2 separate regions of the Hordeum vulgare genome follow, and region 1 is linked to region 2. The links are chromatin contacts, called in public Hi-C maps. All regions are on one chromosome and are shown on one strand. The core of a region is the stretch at or near the end of the contact, and the rest is flanking DNA. Distances in the headings are between cores, read along the strand shown. Region 1 holds the start of LOC123404307 (phospholipase A1-Ibeta2, chloroplastic-like). Region 2 has its middle 340 kb from the start of LOC123404307.

Evidence for each region. Hi-C and Micro-C count contacts between places; a contact is called where the count stands out from the background.
Region 1: a Hi-C map of leaf shows a contact between it and region 2, with 3 times the contacts expected there. The contact joins the promoter of LOC123404307 here to the enhancer-like site in region 2. A contact is called at or near these places in 5 of 6 Hi-C or Micro-C datasets (leaf and seedling) and 1 of 1 datasets of contacts at active chromatin or transcription factors (embryo).

The regions. Positions count from the first base shown.
Region 1 is chr6H:406,970,301-406,976,177 of MorexV3_pseudomolecules_assembly, reverse strand. It overlaps LOC123404307 (phospholipase A1-Ibeta2, chloroplastic-like), which reads right to left and starts at 1,308. Exons shown (of 1, transcript XM_045098234.1): 1 at 1-1,308. The coding sequence starts at 1,081.
Region 2 is chr6H:406,632,235-406,638,130 of MorexV3_pseudomolecules_assembly, reverse strand. No RefSeq gene overlaps it. Among protein-coding and RNA genes, the nearest start is that of LOC123404307, 340 kb to the left of the region's middle. Within about 2 kb of position 2,285, at least 3 of the 3 cell types and tissues checked have open chromatin away from gene starts, as enhancers often do. A contact at or near this core is called in leaf and seedling, where this site is marked.

The DNA.
Region 1 (5,877 bases), core at 59-2,558, 340 kb before region 2:
CGCCGAGGCTGTGCCCGACGATCGTGATGCTCAGCTCCTCGCCCTTGTACTTCTCCATGAGGCGTCTCACCTCGTCCATGACGTCCTGCGAGAGGCTATTCACCTTTTCCCCGGCCGTCTTGTAGAGGCTCCGGAATCCGCGCGCCACCTTGGGGTCCTCCGGTCCGGCCTGCTTGCCCTCGCCGGTCTCGCCGTCGAGGGGCACGAGCGAGGCGCGCAGGTTCTCGGCCCACTCGAGGCAGGTGGCCGTCCCGCGCAGCACGATGGCGATGTCCCGGCGGCCCATGCGGGCGACCTCCCGCTCGGACTCGCACACGGCGACGTAGCCGATCCAGTTGGACTGCTGCGTGAGCCACTCGGGGGTGTTGGGGCGCTTGGCCCACGGCGGCATGGAGAGCGCGGAGGTGGCGAAGAGGCTGCGCGTGGGGCGGTAGGAGCGGTCCGGGAGCATGAGGCCACGGTGCCTCGCCGCGGCGGTGGGCAGCGAGTGGAAGGCCTGGTACGCCGCCTGCACGAAGTCGCCGTAGCGGAGGAGCTCGCGGCGGAGGTCGGAGTCGAGCGGGTCGAGGAGTCCGGCCCAGCCGCCCTCCCCGTGGAGGCTGCGCCACCGGGGGCCGATGGTGCTCCTCGGGGAGGCGCGCGGGGAGTCGGCCGAGAGGAGCTGCTGCATGTGCATGAGGCTGCGCGGCGACATGTGCTCGTCCGCGGCCATGCGCGCCCGCATCCCGGGCATGGGCACGAAGAAGGATAGGTTGAGCGCGTTGAGCAGGCCGTGCCTGATGTTGAGCGGTTCCTGCTCGCTCTCCTGCTCCTGCTTGCTGCTGGGCGGCCCCGCCTGGCTCGGCGTCCTCGGCGGCTTCCCGAGCACGCGGTCAAGGTTGGCGATGTGGGTCCTCACGCCTCCGTCCGCGGCGGGCGAGGCCCCGGACCCGGCGGCGCGCAGCGCCTGCGAGCCCGGGTTGAGCGGCGACTGCTCGCGCCGCCCCGCCGCGCGCTGCGTGGAGGCGTGGTGTGGCGGGTGGTGCACGGGCGCATGCACCGCCGCGGTGGCGGTTCCGGTGACGGCCGCGGCAATTGACATCGGCTGCTCCGTAAACAGCAGGTTAGGTTATGTATGATGTAGCAGGATCAACTACCCCTACTACTCCCGATCGCAAGCCTCCGATTCCGAGCTACGACTAGTAGTAAATAAGCGAGATGAGAGACACACCATGTCTGGCTCGAGCTATATAGCGGGGAGGGGGAAGGGTCCAGACTCAAGAGCCCCGCAGGTCAATTATTAATTGTTGAGCGGGGAGCGCAGCAAAGTGGTTGGTCACAAGTTGCCATGCGCTTTGACGTCGCGATACCATGGCCACCCCAGCGTGCGACAAGGTCGCCGGTGCGGGTGCGGTGCGCTGGCCCGCGCACAGAGACTCGGCTAGAGCCCACCGCGTGCCGAGCCGAGTGCCGGCGTGTGCGTGGGGAATAGTCTATCTAATTCTACTCCGTAGTACGCCTCTCTGCATCTGCATGCGTGGCCAGCTTGCCAGCCTCCCCGAGATGCGGTGTCGATTGTACGTGTACGGAAGAGTAGTCTAATGGCGGTTAAGCGTGCGTAGTTAACCACGCGGTGCCCGGGGTTGGATTTTCGTGGATTGACCAAGACGAAGGAAGCACACCATGTCGACGTCCTCCCCAGTTGCCCGGTTCTTTTAGTATTTGTCGAGCCCTTCCCTTCCCTTCCCTCGCATGTGGTTTCCGGTCTTGGTCCAGCGGCTTCGGCTTCACACTGACACCGGTCGTCATGACCTCCTCCTCCCGGTTTGGATGCGTGCACTGTTGACCGCGGGTGCTATTAACTAGTCCGCAACAAAGCTCTGGTACGGGATTATAATGGTTTTGTTAATGAGTTAGTCAAACCTACCGTGTATATCGCTATTGTTTTCTCCGTATGGTGATCCGATCTCCTCTCTACTCCGGCGAGTGTTGATGGCGGGAGTCTTTCATGAGAAACGAGCAGGGTTCCACACCATAGCACGAGAGGCTTCGTTGACAGTCCATTTTTTTCTTGAGTAAGGACATTAACGAGTCCGCAACAACGCTCTAGTACGGGATTAGGGCATCTTCAATCAATGGCTGTAAAATAGTTGTTGGTAAACTTTGACACCTAGAATATACGATGATGTGATAATACATAAATAAAAAAAAGAAGTAAATTGTATGTAGATTAACCAACAGCTCTTGCACAAGTTACATGGTTACATAAAGAGCAATTGCATTTATTCCCTCTTCTCTTATTGGATAATTTAGATGAAACCATTGACGTAGTTGTATGATCCCTTGTTGGTTGATGACATGAACAATTTTACCAACAAGATTACATACAAACTATTGGAGATGCCCTTATAATGGTTTTGCTAATTTCTTAGTCAAACCTACCGTGTATGTTAGGAGCCCCTCCTACATGGGCCACACATGGGTCTTGTTCGTCCAGCAACCAACACGACTACAAGTAATTAAAGGAAGACGACGAGGATGGATTACTCAAGAAAAAAAAGACGACGAAGAGGGTATCCAATGGATCAACGAACCGACGACGGTGGCTATCTTCTTCCCCTTCATTTTCTCTTCTCTTATCTCTCCTCTTCTCTGTAATATCTTCAATTCATTTGTAACTCGGTTCCTATATCAGATTGTGAGTGTGTCAGAACTATAAAAGAGAGAAGATATATCTAGCACCTTACGTCTCGTATTGTTGACACACGAACATATCACGTGTACCCTCGACATTGCGGCTGATGCACCGTAACTCACGTCGAAGAAGACCCGACCGACACCGCGATAGGCAAGACAGTCGACGGATGCTTTTGAAAACCCGAAGCCCCACACGCCCGGGAGAGACCCTGTCAACGAGTGCGGCGGATATGGGCTGTCCTTGGTCGATTCACTCGCCCCTAGCCTTGGGATTCGCAGATCTCAAACTCGAGGAACAACGAAGAACGAGAGATCAAAACGATGGAGAGATAAACGTAGATGAAAATGTAGTATATTGATGTTTCGATTGTGTGTTGTTTCAATCAGCGATCACCTTCAATATATATACGAGGAAGTTGGACTTCCTGTACAAGCAAAGGATCCATCTAGGCTTTTCATAGAAGAAAATTACATCAAATCACGTACTAGACTCCTAGTTCTAGTCTAACTCGGTTTCAACCCCAAATTTGGCCCAAATTCTTGTCTTGGTCCTTGCGCGGCCCATAGAATCTTTTACACCCTCCGATTGAGACGATTTATATATCAAAATTTACCAGATCGACGATTCAAACAATTATTTTGTTGATCACTTTTTCAAATAAGGCCATCTTCAATACTCTGCGAGGTCATATTCAACTCCCAGTCGGATTCGGCCACACGACTGACTGTACTGCCTGAAATTTATATCGTTTCTGCAGGCTGCATACCATCTCCGATGACGATGACTCCAAAAGATAAGTTAACCGCCTTGATGATACGCACAACTCTCTTCTTGAACCCTTTTCCATATCAAGATATCTAGACAACATTTTGGACCTATCTTTCAGCTTCCAATTGGATATTGGCCAATGTCACTCGGATTCAAACCTTTTCAATCGGATATTAGGATCCTTCACTCGGATCGTACGATCATATTTCTTCATCCTAATAATATGATTTCACCTGGACAACAAGCTTTTCATCCGCCCTACATCTTCTCACTTGGCCGGCAATCTTCACTCGACCGTCAAACTTTTCACTCGGATTCCCGACTAAAACTTCAGCCTGATCTGGTTTTGTCCCTCCAGGTCACATACGAACTCGGATTGAGATGACATATATATCAAAATCGATCGACTCGACGAGATGAAGCTTTTTTCCCATTCAAGTTCATCTTGAGGGCATAATAGCTCACGTGTTGTACCAGACACTTATCAACATGTGTCTCATGTCAAGCGTAATATTTTGATCTTGGTTCGGGCCAGACCTTATTGACTGGAACTTCTGCATACGAACTCGGGTTGGGATGGTATATATCAAGATCGATCACTTCGACGAGATGAAGGCAACCCATGTAGAGACATTACTCATCTGAGGTCGTCTTGGAGGTGTAATTGGTCGAACATCACTAGGGAAGTTAAATTCTAGCATTTGGAATACACTTTCGGCCCTTAAGATGAAATTGGACAACGATGGCCTAGAAATCAAAAAAATTCTATTTGGCATTGTAAAACCTTTTCATTTTGAACACCTTTTCATTCGAGGCTATCTTAATTGTATTTTGCACCGTGCCAAAATCAGGTGTCAAGACGTATCAGAGCCAGTCACCACACTTTCCCCTTTAAATTTCCTTCAATTTTTTTTCCAACTCCACCGACAACAACGCCATGCCCACTATCAAACCACTAGAGTGGAATGCCATGTCTGCCAATGAGGAGATGTTGTGCTATCTTGAGAGATTGTGTGCTAAAGCAGAAGAGATGAGTGTGGTGCTCGGTGTTGCACGGGTGGGTGACCCTTCCATGGTCACCTCGCTTGTCGATCTGTCAGCCTCAACGACGATGCATGCCTCGTCGACACCCGTCCTAGATGTCTTATCCTCCACCATCAAGGACGAGGAGGTCCTCAAGGTCATCCACGATGCGCTCCGTGCCTCCATCCCCATGTCGCACGTCGTGTGTTGGACGAAATGCTCGCACCAAGTCACCACCACCAACATCATCAATGAGGTCTGTGACGCCACTGTTGCCATCTTCCTTGTACCCACAGTTGCCTTCCAGCCCGCCCTCGACACAACCACCCACGTTGCCAAGGTTTTGGGATCCGACCCCGACGACACCAATGCGAAGCTCACACATACGGTAACCCCCACCGAAATCTCACCCGAGCTCGCTTTCGTGGAGGTATGTGGCGCATGTCACAGTGTTTTCATCGTTAACATCAACATTCCCACCACATCGGCATTCACCGGGTCGCCGGTGTGGCCCAACTCCAACTCCGACACCTCTAAATCTTCACTGCCGTCCACACACAAGGATACACAAGAGATATTGGAGCTACCGCCTGGGTTGTTTGACAAGCCTAAAGCTGCTCCTAATGATGATGTGAAGGATCACAAAGATGATGCAAAGCTATCACTGGTAATTGAGGAGCGTATGAGGTTTGAACTGCGTTTGTCATGTCCACCACTAGTAGGAGTTACTTTGAGTGAGCTATGTTCATGATGTCAGTTTGATTCAGATCGTACATTATCCATGTTCCCCTCGAATCCAGGTGTAATTGAGGAGTCCGATCTGTGCAATTTTGGTGTGATGTGGTACCTAGATCATGGGTCCTTGAGAATTAAGCAATGGTGGCTAGATACTCAATATCTGCTCCTAGACAATGCAATTTTTGCAGCTTTCTTTTGGCATGAGGGACATATCTTTGGAAATTCTTTGCTAGATTTGACCACATGCTCTCAATTTCAATTGTTCCTAAGTGGTGTGGCATCTTCGTTTTGTATGGAAACTGGTGGAGCTAGCTGTTTGTGGGAAACATCTGATTATTTGGAGAAGTTTGTTGCTTACTGTTGCATCACAGTGAAATGAGAGTTAAATATTTATAATCTATCCTATCTAAAAAAGTCCAGCGTTCCCCGTTTTATCCTCCATCCGTTGAGACTCCCTAGCCATTATAGAAGAAGATGATCTTGATCTTGAATTTCCATTACCCCGAGGAGAAACTCAACCACATTTGTACGTGTTTTGCAGGCTACCAGCACCAACAAAAGAGGCAACAAAATATAAAGCCGTCCAAGCTACTCCGCACCATCTCTGCACTCTTTACAACATAGTCATCGACGACCACAACTACAATGCTGTGAAGACAATGCATAAGAGG
Region 2 (5,896 bases), core at 1,036-3,535:
TACATTACCTACTAATAAATCTATTACCTACAAATAAGCAAAAATATTTTTTTATCCTTTATGCTATTGTCCAGATAACTCCTTGGTGTTTTTGGTAATCAACCTAGAGTCCAATTTTTAATTAAGTTTCTACTTTTGTCAAAAAAACAATAATTGGATTAATCAACACATAGTACATATTAAATGTTTTTTAAAATATCCATATCATTTAAACGTAACTCTAAATTTAACTGTGACGTTAAATTTAACATATTATATATGAAATTTGATTAAAAATTTTAATCTGAATATGATGTTGTTTTATCTGATAAATATTTAAAAATGATACTTAGGATGTAACGTTAATAAATAATGCATGATCTATCTTTCTTTTATATCAATGATGATTGAGATTGAAAATCAACACCTCAGCAAAACAAGAATCATGGACGAAAAAAACATCTCTATCCACACATGCATGCCTCGTCAAAACCTTACAGAAATGACATATTTTTTATCTTATGTCAAGAGAGACGCCTTAGAATTGATAACATTCAAGCGTGTTGTGATTATATGAGCACCGATGCCACTGTTGACGAGGGTGGAAACTGGGAAGGAGGATAAGTGGTAATATAAATGAGAGACCATGTGTTGAAAGAAAGGATGTGCGCTTATTGGGGTCTTCACTCATGGTTATTGGGTTAGAAAGAGTGTTGTATGTTTTTCATTGCAACACACGGGCTCTTTTGCTAGTATATAAAATAAAAAGCAAAAAATAAGAACCTAAGGGCAACTCCAACCGCACGACCCAAACGAGCGCGTGCTTTGTTCGCCTTTTGTCCGTTTGGGTCGGCATGTCCGCCCTCTTTTAGAAATGGGTCGGTCGTGCGCCCGACGCGCCGACCTATTTTTCGTCCGCACGGTCGTCCAACATCCATTTTCCTTCGGATTTGAACGTTATTTTTATTTCAGCAAATGCATTTTAATACATTTTACCAATTCTTTGCTACGAATATAATACCAAAGAATAAAAGAACTACAATTAAACATCTTAAAAGATGTCCAACTTCCTTAACTGCTGCTACTAGTTGGACTAAGATCTTCTCTATATTTTCGTTGTTGATCTGTGGATTCTTGAGCACACCGTCTTTCTTCTTCGATGTTAAAGAATTAGACGTTGGTTCTCCTTTGGTGTCTTTTTTAGTCTCATCTATACCTATAAAAGTGCATGGACATCTAGCAAATTTCGTGATATCAATAGATTGATGTACTCGTCTTCCCAATATCAAAAATTACATCCATCCTACACACAATATTAAGCAAATAATAAGCTACCGAAATTGCATCGAGCGAAGAGCAAAAGCTCGAACGAAAATCGTACCCCATCATTTTTGCACTTCACGAACCCCCAACCGGGATGTTCCGACGTCCAAAAAACGCGTCGGATGACCTGCAGCAAGCAGTCGTCACACTGTACGAACGACAAAGGTGAGCTGGCAAGCTTTTGGGTCAACGCCCAGCCAGGGTGGCGAGCGGTCATGGCCTTACCGGCGAACCTACGACGGGTCAGACGCGAGCGGCTAGAGGCGGATTGAGCGCCTGCATGTCGCACCGAGGGATTGCCCGGACCTGATGGACCGACACCCGGCCAGTCCACGGCAAGCGCAGTCCACCGACGGTCAGATTCGCCAAATCCCGCCGACAGGATGCGCAAAATTTTGCCAAACCCTATCACCGCCGTAGATCCATCAATAGGTCTGCAAGACCGGGATGAAAGAGGAACCCCGCTGGTGGATTTGCTGTTGTAGAGCTAGGGTGACCGGGGGAAAATGGGGTTGCCGGCCTAGGGTTTGTGTGCTTGCGGACGATGGGTGTGTGTATGGGAAGGGGGGATGAAGGATCCCACGGATGAGGCGCGTGTCTACTTCGTGTTCACGGCGACACAAATGATGTCAAAATTTACATCCAGGATGGATCGTAAGAGGATGAAAAATAAACATGCGTTTGTTTGAATCGATGGATCGCGAGAGATGAAAAATAAACACGCGTTTGTTTGAATCGATGCGTGTGTCATTTTTTTATTCACTGCAATTTAAACCGATGTCTGTGAACGAAATGGATGGATGTAGTTGCTCCAGGAGTGGGATGCCCAAAGATTTCGCCTTTGCTGCCTCTCCTGCGTCGATAAGAGTGAGACTGAACTTGCCGGCTGCTAGACGTCGCGTCTGTCCATTTTCTGCTGTCCCGTCGCGGTATCCGGTGGACCCCTCCACGAGGAACGGCCGAGATCTCCCTATCGCGTCTCCGAATCACCACCTCTGCGCCAAATCTATATAAATCGAGTTCCTCGTGCTCAATCCGCAGTACGTTGTGAGTAGTGAGTTGTGACTGACGAAAAGCTTGGCGGCACTTTGCTTTCCGAGGGAATCTAGCCGAATTCGTCCCAAAAGTAATCGATCCCCAAGAGGTTTTGCCGTGTCCGCTTTACTTTCTGTACTCTCTGGAGTTCTCTCGGGCGCACGCACGCACGTGTTCCATAGGGATGATGCATACATGATTGTGCAGAAATGTTAGGCAAATCAGAGATATCCGGTCGATGAGACGAGACGAGGACCCCCATAGCTGACATATTCGTGCTCCGGGGACGATGCGCACCACGTAGTACCGACCCAGCCGGCTCAACCACCACGTGCAGTCTATGGTCTTGAGATGGTTAGCATAAATCGAAGCGAAATAGACGAGCTCGAGCACAGTTCACGCTCTGCTTCCATGGATTAAAAAGATGGGGTCGCAGCACTTATCACGTGTTAAACTTTGTCTGGTGCCGATAAGCTGTACATCAACAGCTGTGTGGTGGCGGTGGCAGAGGTCGTGGACGTCTACGGCGCTATCATGCACGCTTGACGAACCGACCGCGAATATGGACCAGGAAAGGCAAAATCACGTCACGTCCACGGACCACCGGATGGCGGGAGATAAAGCCGTGATAGGACCCAGCGGCTCCAGGGACGGGCAACGACGATTGGATCTGCAAAGATAACCAATAAATAGAGCAAAACTAGCTTTTAGGTATCTGCAATGTCGATCCTTAAAGAGCATTTAGGGATCAGACTACTGATCCCTGCTTTTCATCAGACCGGTAGATGACCGTAGGATGAGATGTATCATGTTCGTCAGATCTGATGTGGTACAACCTTCATGCGTGATATGTTTGGTTGCTTCATTAAAGGGTGCGCCATGTTAGGTATGAGATTTTCCACTAATTACGTTTAATCAGTTTTAACGAGTACTAATTGTGATTTGTTTTCAACAAACAAATTTCTAAAAATATATTTATTTTCGCAGATGCATTTATTTGGAGTGTATCAAGTGTGACTTTATTTTGTTTCGAACGCAATAAAATTTGCTTTGACTAAATACACAATTTTCTTGTGTTGCAATCTAATGAAAAATTACGTCCAATAACCTTGCTTTCATGTAACAAAAAAATGCATTTGAGAATTATTTTCTTCATATGGAAAAAATTGATTCTCATAAACTTTCATTATGTTTCCATCTCAAGAATACTTTGCTTCCATTCACTAGAAAAGTGTTTCCATTACAAAAACTGATTTGATTATAACGAAACATAAATTAGTTTTTGTACACTTCATCCGTTCATACAACATATTTCAAATGCCCCACAAATTCTTGCTTCCTAAGTCACCGGTAGTACAATGTCTCTTAAATTCATATCGTATGTTTCCTCTTCCCTTCATATAGGAGACCGTCATCTTCATTGTAAGGTGAGTAGACCCTGTTGTCGCCATGCTTCTTAGGCATGCATGCAACAGGCGACTCCATATAGACCTGTATCATTTGCACATCTTGGCCCTGAAGGGGTAGCACACAATTAATTGAAGCATACATTGGTTAAGCAGGATGCGTACATGTCAAATGTAGGACCCAACAATTGGTATTGCATGTAAGTTATAATACTAATGAAGTAGAGAATGTGTACATTACGTCGCTGAAGACAGATGGGAAAAATAAACCAAAACAAATTGAATGCTAGAACTATGGAAGGAAAAAAACCAAGAGGAGAGGTATATATGTAGTGTACATTATAATAGATGAGCATGGCATGACAAGAATAAAATTAATAAAATAATACATGAGTAGCATGGAAGCAATGCGCATAAACAAAGAGAGCATATATGGGAAACAAAGAAATCATGAGTGTCACTATGTGCAGCCGAATATCTGTACAGAAAAAGCATAAGTGACCAGCAGACAAAGCATGATTATCATCGTGTGAAACAGAACATATATTAAACAGAAGAATATATGATAGATAAAGGAAGCATATCTAATTAGGAAAAAATTATAATGCCATCACAAATGGATGTAGCACACAATTGATACATACACTGTTAACACACTAATTTGGATATGCAAAATTACTAGCTTGCCCAGCATAGATATTACAAGGCATCAATTTCTTGCTATCTCAGTTAATGTAGCTAATACCTATTGGAAGCATATAATTTTGAAACTGAAAAGAGAAAATTATAGATGCATGGTGCCAACATGTGTGTGCATCAATTATTTGCGGTGTAAAAATTATTTTCAGCAATTGATGCAAAAAAAAGAAAAAACTGGACCGGAGAAGCACATGCATGATGCTCATCATGGATGGTTCTACTGATGCAAATAAACTGGACTGAAAAAGCACAAGTACCATGCTTATAAAGCATGGATATTGGGACATCAATTTTAAGCTATCAAAACACAACTAGTATGATTCAGAACAATGGAATTCTAGACAGACAAGATATAAGATGAATGGCATCCTATGTCAATTGCTGAAGCGGAAGGACGATGGCAGCAGCGTTCTGCAATTCTGCCGCTGCTGATACTAATAAATGGTTGCAGATGAACCTAACTGTCACCCCCACCCTGCTGGCGCCAGTGCCACGGCCAGAGGCATGAACGGTCTGGCGTGTTGGAACAACGGAGGCAGTGGTTGCCTAATGCTGGGATGGTGCACATACGAGGTGGAATCAGGGAAAATAAGGATTGTTGGTGGGTAGCGGTCCAATCTGGGCGTCGCTGGCCAGATGTGTCAGAAGCAGGGCAAGGCACGGCATCGAAGCAGATCGACGGCGAGGTGGATCGGGAGTAGGGGAGAAACGGGATCGAATCAGGGCGGTGCAGGGAGAGTTCAGCGGCGGGGGCGAAGCAGGAGAGATGAACTGACAGTTAATTGAGGATAGAGGAGATTATGGAGAGCGGTGCGTGATAATCGGGAGAATTTTTTTGTCACTAAAGCATTACAAGCCTCTGTACTACTACGCATTACAAGCCTCTGTACTACTACGCCACCAAGCTGCTCGGAACCGCCGCCCGAAATGTGCCTTACATTGTCGACATAAACACGGTACCGCTCTTCTTCGACTGTTTTTTTGCCGCAGCTCTTCCAGAATCGGGCGGCGGGTTGAGAAGCAGATGGGTGACCGCACGCTATTTTCTACAATTCCTATAGCGAGAGATCCGATGTACGACGAATCGAACAATGAGATGTTTGACATCATCCACGACAAAGGCGGAAGAGGATGATACGACTATGAGGACAAGCAGGTGGAAGACTCGGATCCCATTGAGTACGTCAACTACCCGCAGCAGCAGTCCTACACCCAGACGGGCATGCAAGAATCCTACACCCAGACCCATATGGGCACACAACAATAGCAACATTGGGTAGCTCAACAACAACAATAGGAGGAGGACGACGAAGAGGAGGACGATGATCCGGATGGTACATCTAGCGATCCAAAGAAAAAGGGTAAAGGAGAAAGTTTTAACATGCGGGAGGACGAGCTACTATGTGATGCATGTTTGGCCAGTAGCCTTGATCTTATCCATGGCACGGAGTAAA